2 separate regions of the Ovis aries genome follow, and region 1 is linked to region 2. A link is a contact called in public Hi-C data. All regions are on one chromosome and are shown on one strand. The core of a region is the stretch at or near the end of the contact, and the rest is flanking DNA. Distances in the headings are between cores, read along the strand shown. Region 1 overlaps GNAS (GNAS complex locus). Region 2 has its middle 90 kb from the start of EDN3.

Region 1 (3,387 bases), core at 153-2,652, 490 kb before region 2:
AGACCTTGGGCAAATTGTTTATCTTCTGGGTCCCAGTTTTTCTCATCTGAAAAAAGGAGAGGACTGTCCTTTTCACTTTAAACTTCTCTAATTCTCTTCTTAAAAGTTTTAATAGGACAGGTATGCCAAATAACCATCCTGCCACACACACACACACACACACACACACACACACACACACACACACACACACACACACACACGCACACACGCACACACGCACACACGCACACACACGTCTTTCTTTTCTCTTAAAGCATCCTTTCCAAAATAGCAGCTTGTACAGGAAATATTAGGCCTGTCTCTTGCTCTTTGGCACCTAATTAATAATTTCTGGGTACCCGTCATTGGGAGAACCTCTGCAGGATGCACAAGAGGGTGGGATTCTTTCTCACCCCAATCCAGGGCTAGAAAAGAAATTCAGAGGTGTCAGAGGTCCTTTTGTCCATCAGAGAAACCCTGGGAGGTTCCTGGAGGAGTTAGCATTTGAGACAATATGGGAAGATCCTGGGAGATGAGGGCGTAGACTTTGGGGTAGATACTCAGTGCTGTCTTATAGAAAAGATACTGGCTGGGGGTGAATCCTTACAGTTTTTTCCATTCATGAGAAAATGGTTGGGGTTTTTGAGGGTCTCTGAGATTTCAGGGCTAGTTTTTCTTTTCTCCCATTTATGACCTTTCTCTGCCTCTCAGGGCTGCAAGCCTGTTGAGCTTTCATGGGCATTCTTACTAAGAAGAGTTTTTCCCAGCTAAGGACCTCCACCCTCCATCTCAGGCCCAACCCTGGACTTAAAGGAAGGTCACATCTGTCATGATGAGGCCAAGTCCAGTGGAGGGACAGTGAGATCCGATGGGGTCCGGGGCCAAGTTCCTTGGTTCCAAAGAGAACAGGGACCCCTTCCATTTCTCTTCTCCCCTCCCTACAGCAGCTGTAAAACCATGAGGTCATCTATTTGAGAAGGGCCACGTGAACTTCCTCCCATGCCAGGACCTACCAAATCCTGTCACAGGAGTTCATTCCTGTCCAACAAAACCTACCCTCCACTCACCATTCTTAAATACACCCTCTCCCCTTCCCCTTTATAACTGAAAAAATTAAATGAAACTGAATAAAATATCCTCTATGCCAACAGGTTTCTCTCAAACTCCTAATTTCCTGGGGTTCCTTTAAAGGTTTTCTTACTTTTTTCCTGCCCACACCTTCCAACCCATAGCCCTGAACTTTGAACAAGGCAGGTTAACAAAGCTCTCCCCCTTCCCCGGGGCTGGGTGTTGGGGGGGGGGGGGTTCCTCTGGATGTGGGGTCCCTGGGAAAGCAGGGCAGGGGGGTTGCCCTATTAAAGACACCTTTTCTGGGCCAGTAGAATTCTCCCCCACCAGAGGTCAGCAAAGAGCTCAGAATGACTGGGATGCCTACAGGAAGTGGGATCACTTAGAATTTTCTAGATGAAATGTAGCAAGCCCTACGGAAAAAAACCCCAGGTTTGGGGGAGTGGGTATCTCAAATTAGGGTTCCATCCTATTCTGGGCCCCTGGGAGTTTAGTTTTAACACCAGTGCTGCCATTCTGTACTTTAGGGAGACAGGGAGCTTAGGTCCATTCATTTGGTGGGTTTCTCTACCACTTTTCCCCCCCCTGGACAGCACACACATCTTTACCTTCTGGGGGGCCATGTCCTCTTAGAACCCAGTCTCCCACATCGGGCCGAACTGCCCACTTTTGCTGCCCACAGGACTGGGAATCCACACCCCACACTTTCCCTGACCCCTTTCTCTTTTTCTTCCAGAAGTTGTACTTATTGTTAAAATGACATTATAATATTACAGGAAATCCACCCCCCGCCCTGCCCTTATCCTGTCAGGGTTTTATATCTCCTTATCTCCTCCTGTTCTCTACCCAGACATATGGATGTTTCTAAAGAGGGTACTGATGGCGGTGCGCAAACAACTTCACCTTTAACTCACCCCCCCACCCAGCACTCACTGACTTCCTGAGCGCATTTCCCACATTCTCCATTGTGTCTTTTCAGGGTTCTTTTACTAGCTCAGCGCTTTCCCCTGGGGTGGGACAAGGGGGGAAGGAATCTGAATTCCTTTCTTTTCTGAACTTTTGTGAACTCAGAAGTGGAAAAACCAGCTCCCCTCCAAGCCAGTTCTTTCTTGAGGAAAGAGAGAGAAAGAAGGTACAAAGGAAAGAGAGAGAGATAGCAACATAGAGATGAAATTAAAAGTTAGAAAGAGGAGGGAAGAGGGGAGAGAGAAAGAGAAAGAAAGAAAAAGTGCTTTAGCTAAATGTATCTCTAGAGGGGAGCCATAGTCCCTGCCCTTTAGGAACTTACCCTCCATCTGGGAGGGAGAAGGAGGAGGAGAGGGATCTGGGTATAAGGAATGGAAGCTGTACCAGGTAGAGGATGGAGCGTTGTCAGTTCAGGCTGAATGGCCAGTGCAGCTGAGGGGCCAGGCTGCCCTTGACTGAAGGCCTGGGGTGCAGGCCCAGGAATCTGAAGGGGGAGTGGGGAACGACACAACACATCACTCGCTCCCCATTCCACCACCCTTCAGGACCCCACCCAGGAGGACAGGGACTGGGGGCTGGTCCTCAGTGCCAAGACCAGTGCCCCTCCCTCCCCTCCCCACCATCCCCTGAGCTGTGACCTCCACTCTTTCTACCACAGTTGGCCCTTTTCCACTTGCTAGAACATTATTCTCCTGACCCTAAGATGATTCCTCAATTTTTTTCCCCCTTAATTAGTAATGAGCCCCCTTCTGGCACAGCCTGATTTTCTGAGTGTTTTCACAAGCCTTACCCCACTGAGTGGTTTGATTTTTAAGAAATCTGGCGCCCGTTGGACCTTTTTGACCTTTAAAAAAAAAAGCTAATCTTTATGAGTTCTTTGATTTGATAGTTACTCAAAACAAAGCAAAGTAAATCTTCAAGTTGAAAGTGAACACCCTGTATATTACGTATACCTCTCAGACGTTGAGGAAATCCTCAGAAGTTTATAGGTTAGTGTCCTCCAGAACTTGGCTCCTGCCAGACCCAGTATAGGCATTGTGTGCTTTTTTTTTCCTTCCTTCCTCCCTTCCTTCCTTTCTTCCTTCCCCACACTTTTGAAAAACAAGTTTTATTCTCCTGGGTATGTTCATTAGAGACAGGGGACAATTCTGTTCCGTGAGGAAGGCGGAGGGGGCTTCTGCAAGAGGAGACAAGATTGATTGCTTTGAGCTGGGGGCCGGGGGGGGGGCCCTCAAGCAAGCACACCCAGATGCAAATCTCTCAGGCTATTAAAAAAACACACACACACACACAAAAGCTGATTTTAGCTTCCTGGCATTAGTGGGGAAAATATTCCGTCAGCTGCCTCTGTGTCCTGTGCTTGATTCATTA
Region 2 (3,617 bases), core at 110-2,609:
GAAGGTCTTCATTTTCAAACACACACACACACACACACACACACGGGCAGAAGGTCTTTGTTTTCTCACTAAGTGTGCACCACCTGAATTCCCAGCACTGTAATTCTCAGTGCACAGAAACATGTGCATCTCCGGGCAGAAAATGTTCTTTTTTCCCTTCTGGCAAAGTCTTCCCCCTAAAGCTTTTCATCATCAGGCCAAAATCATTCCCCTCTCCTCAGGACAGCACAGATAAGCCAGAAAGAGTGCACACTGGGAAAGAAGAAAACTGTGTGTGTTTGTGTTTTCACACGTGTGTGGTTACGAACAAACTGCGCATTTCCTGATTTCGTTGATTTTGTTCAAGCAGAGAAATATACATGCTGTTTTTCCCAATACATACCAAAAAACTCTCTCTCACACACACACACACACACGCACACGCACACGGCCTCCTTGTCGCCTGGCTCCTGAGCACATGGCTCCCACCCCACCACTCAGGCCGCCCCACCTGAGAAGCCACGCTGTTTCGCAGTTTGCAGAAGATTCTGTGTGTTCATGTGGGCAGGAGATGCCCCCCTTCTTCCCCCTTTCCCTCCCTCATCCCCTCCTGGAAAGGGCTCCTATGCTGCAGCCAAGAAACACAGGGCGGTAGGAAACACACGTCCTCCCCCCGCACCACACCCGGCACCACCAGACGGGACCCTCCGGGCTGTGAGAAGGCCCCTGTCTGTCGCTCTCTCCTGCTCAGGGAAACACGTGTGTGTGTGCGCGTGTGTGTTCTCTGGGAAGAAGGTCAATCTATCAATTTCTTTCTCTCACTACGCAGGAAAAATCATGGCTTGTTGCTGTGGACCACCGTGGAAACACCTCCCTCGAGGGCTGGAAACCCCATCACCGGCTCTGTTCTCCCTGCGCCCAGAGTCTGGCTCTGTAGCCTCTGTAAACACACACACGCACGCACACACCCTACCTCTGCCTCTCACATACACACACCCCTTTCCTTAGGCTGAAAAGTGCATTCGTGTCAGTGTCCAGGCCCCAAGTCTCTGTGGTCCACCCAACACCCTGGCCCACCAGTGACCTTGGCATAGGGAAGGGGCAGAAGGGGTGGATACTTTCTCCCAGGGCGCCCAGCCCTCACTCCCAAGGCCCCTCCTGGGGTCCCCTTCCCCCTGAGCCAGGCTACTCTGTCCCCCCCGCACACCAGCCAGGGTACTCAGTGTCCCAGTTGGGCACCTCCCTGCCCCTCCAGGCCCGCCCGGAGGGACATGGGACCCCCACCCAATGCCCACCTCCCCGGCGGCATTTCACTGCCCCTGTGCAGGCAGCCTGAGGACTCGGCGGAGTCAGGACGCCCCCAGGCGGGGAGGACGGGCTGTCCGCCCGAGCAAGCTGGTCCTGGCCCAGCCCCCTCCCCCCGCGGGGTGTCTCTCCCTCCAGCTCCTCTCCCCGAGGATCTGCCTCCCGACCCGCCTCATCTGGGCTCTATTAGGGGGAGGCCTGGAACTCGCGGTGGGCGATACCACAAGCAGGACCAGTGCGGGGGGTGTGGGCCAGAAGAAGGGGAAGGGGCCGCAAGTAGCCCCTCGCCCGTCCGCTGGGCTCTGCTGAACCGAGCGGTCCCGGCGCCGCCGCCCCCCACGCACTGCGCTCACTCGCTGCACAACAGTGCGCCCACGCGGCCGCAGACGGAACTGCAGATGGCGACCGTAAACCTCTCTGCGCAACGTTTTCTTAGAGACTCAGTCCCTTCTAGAAGCTTCCACCAGTCTTTTCTTGTCTTAGAGGCCCAGACTTGGGACCCAGGAAGAGGGGCTTTTCTCCAATCTCTTCTTCTTGAATTTACGAATTTCAGGTGTTTTTGTCTGCTCCTTATTTAATGCATTTGTGCCTGCAATCACCCCCACCCCCAAATAAATAAACAAGATTCCAGGCCATTTCACTGGAGGGCACACAGAATGAGATCATAGACTTGATCGACTCTCTGCTCTTTCTCTTGCTGACTAGGGGAAACTGGGCAAGTCACAGGGCCTTTGTGAGCCTCAGTTTCCCCATCTGAAACACACAGCCCTGGAGGAGTTGCTGACAGGGTCACAGGGCAGGGGGGAAGTCTAGAGACCGTGCTGGCCGCGGGTGGCCTTCCCAGGACAAGATAGTTCCTCCCTGTAGGGGGTCCCCTTGTGATTATTAGCTAACACAGCTCCCAGACAGGGGTACATGAGGTCCCAGGGCCACCGGCCACCCAAAGGATGGTCGTGGGATGGATGCCTCTGTGCCATTCAAGTGGGGGAGTTCCTTGTGGGGGGTCTGGGCTGCTGGAAGGGGGACACGGCTTGTAAAGATGCCTGCTCCTATAGCCCAGCAAAGAAGTTCTAGGCCAAGGGTAACTTCTCCTAATGACCCCCTTGTCTCTAATCAACAAGGATTAGCTCAGCCTTGTAGACAGACTATACAATATGTCATCCCAGTGAGGTCTTCATCAGGTCACTAATGGACCCATACGGGGTTGGGTCCACTGGGGCTTCTCCATCACTTTCGGGAGGTGAAGCACAGCCGCCATCTTCCTCACTCCCCTCCTCACCATGCTACAACTGGTTAGGCTTACGTCATCATCTTTATCTCTACTCTGGTCCTACATGTTTGTGCGGCTCAACCGCCGCCCAGTCACCACCCCCCCCCCCCCCCCCCCCCCCCCCCCCCCCCCCCCCGCCCCACTCCCGCCCCCACCTTCGCCCCCGTGTCTTATCCAACTTCTCCTTCAAAATCTTCCAGCTTTAGGAGATTAAAGAGAAAGTCATTTCTTTGATAGTTGTTTACTGGGGTCCTGCTATCTGTCAGGAACCCTGCCAGCTGCTGGGGATATGACATAGACAAGGCAAGTCTCCATTTTCTCAAGCATCTTACATTCTAGTGTGGGAGAAGACAACACACAAGTAAATCCATAAGTAAACAAGATGATAAAGCCTATAAATGAAGCAAAACAGGATTGAGAGTAATCAGGAGAGGCTTCTTTAAATGTAGGGGTCTGGGAAGGCCTCTCTGAATCATGAGAAGGAGCCGACCATGTGCAGAATAGAAGTAAGGATATTCTAGGTCGAGAGAAGAGAAAGTGCAAAGACCCTGGGGTGAAGATAAGAGGTGGGGGTGGGGGCATCAGGGAAGCAGGCAGTACCTGCGTGTGCTGGAGGGGAAGACCAGGTGAAGGATTGGGATTTGCATCTAAGTTTGGGAGAAGCCAGTGGATTTCAAGCAGGAATGACAATCTCATTAGTAGCCTTGAGGTCCTTCTGTGACAGTGTGGAAGGGTGAGGGCTGGCGAGCAGATGTGGACACAGGAGGTCACATTTGCTGAGGTCCAGGTAGGAAAAAATAGTTGGAGATGTTGGAGGTGGAGAAATGTATTCAGATTTGGGAGATAAAGACAATAAAACTTGTAATGGAGTAACATCGTTCCATTTCTCAGACATTTAGGCGGTAGTATAAAGCAAGGCTCTATGGTTGGGCTGAAATCCCACCTCCTACTGTAGGGAGGGTCCTTACCTCTTCAGTCCTAATCGTCTGCTGTCTTATCTGCTGGTGCTTTGAATAACATATATGGTTAGTGCTGTTGAGTTTCTCCTGGGTTTACATCTTGC

What was found. Hi-C and Micro-C count contacts between places; a contact is called where the count stands out from the background.
Region 1: a contact with region 2 is called in a Hi-C map of liver, with 3 times the contacts expected there. The contact joins two enhancer-like sites. A contact is called at or near these places in 4 of 16 Hi-C or Micro-C datasets (hypothalamus, liver, skin fibroblasts and 1 more).

What each region holds. Positions count from the first base shown.
Region 1 is chr13:57,189,691-57,193,077 of ARS-UI_Ramb_v3.0, reverse strand. The region is part of intron 1 of GNAS (GNAS complex locus); the gene reads left to right. It overlaps LOC101102411 (neuroendocrine secretory protein 55), which reads left to right. Exons shown (of 2, transcript XM_060396969.1): 2 at 1-3,387. Among named protein-coding and RNA genes, the nearest start is that of GNAS, 28 kb to the left of the region's middle. Within about 2 kb of position 1,402, at least 5 of the 54 cell types and tissues checked have an H3K27ac peak or open chromatin away from gene starts, as enhancers often do. A contact at or near this core is called in liver, where this site is marked.
Region 2 is chr13:56,694,508-56,698,124 of ARS-UI_Ramb_v3.0, reverse strand. No RefSeq gene overlaps it. Among named protein-coding and RNA genes, the nearest start is that of EDN3, 90 kb to the left of the region's middle. Within about 2 kb of position 1,359, at least 17 of the 54 cell types and tissues checked have an H3K27ac peak or open chromatin away from gene starts, as enhancers often do. A contact at or near this core is called in liver, where this site is marked.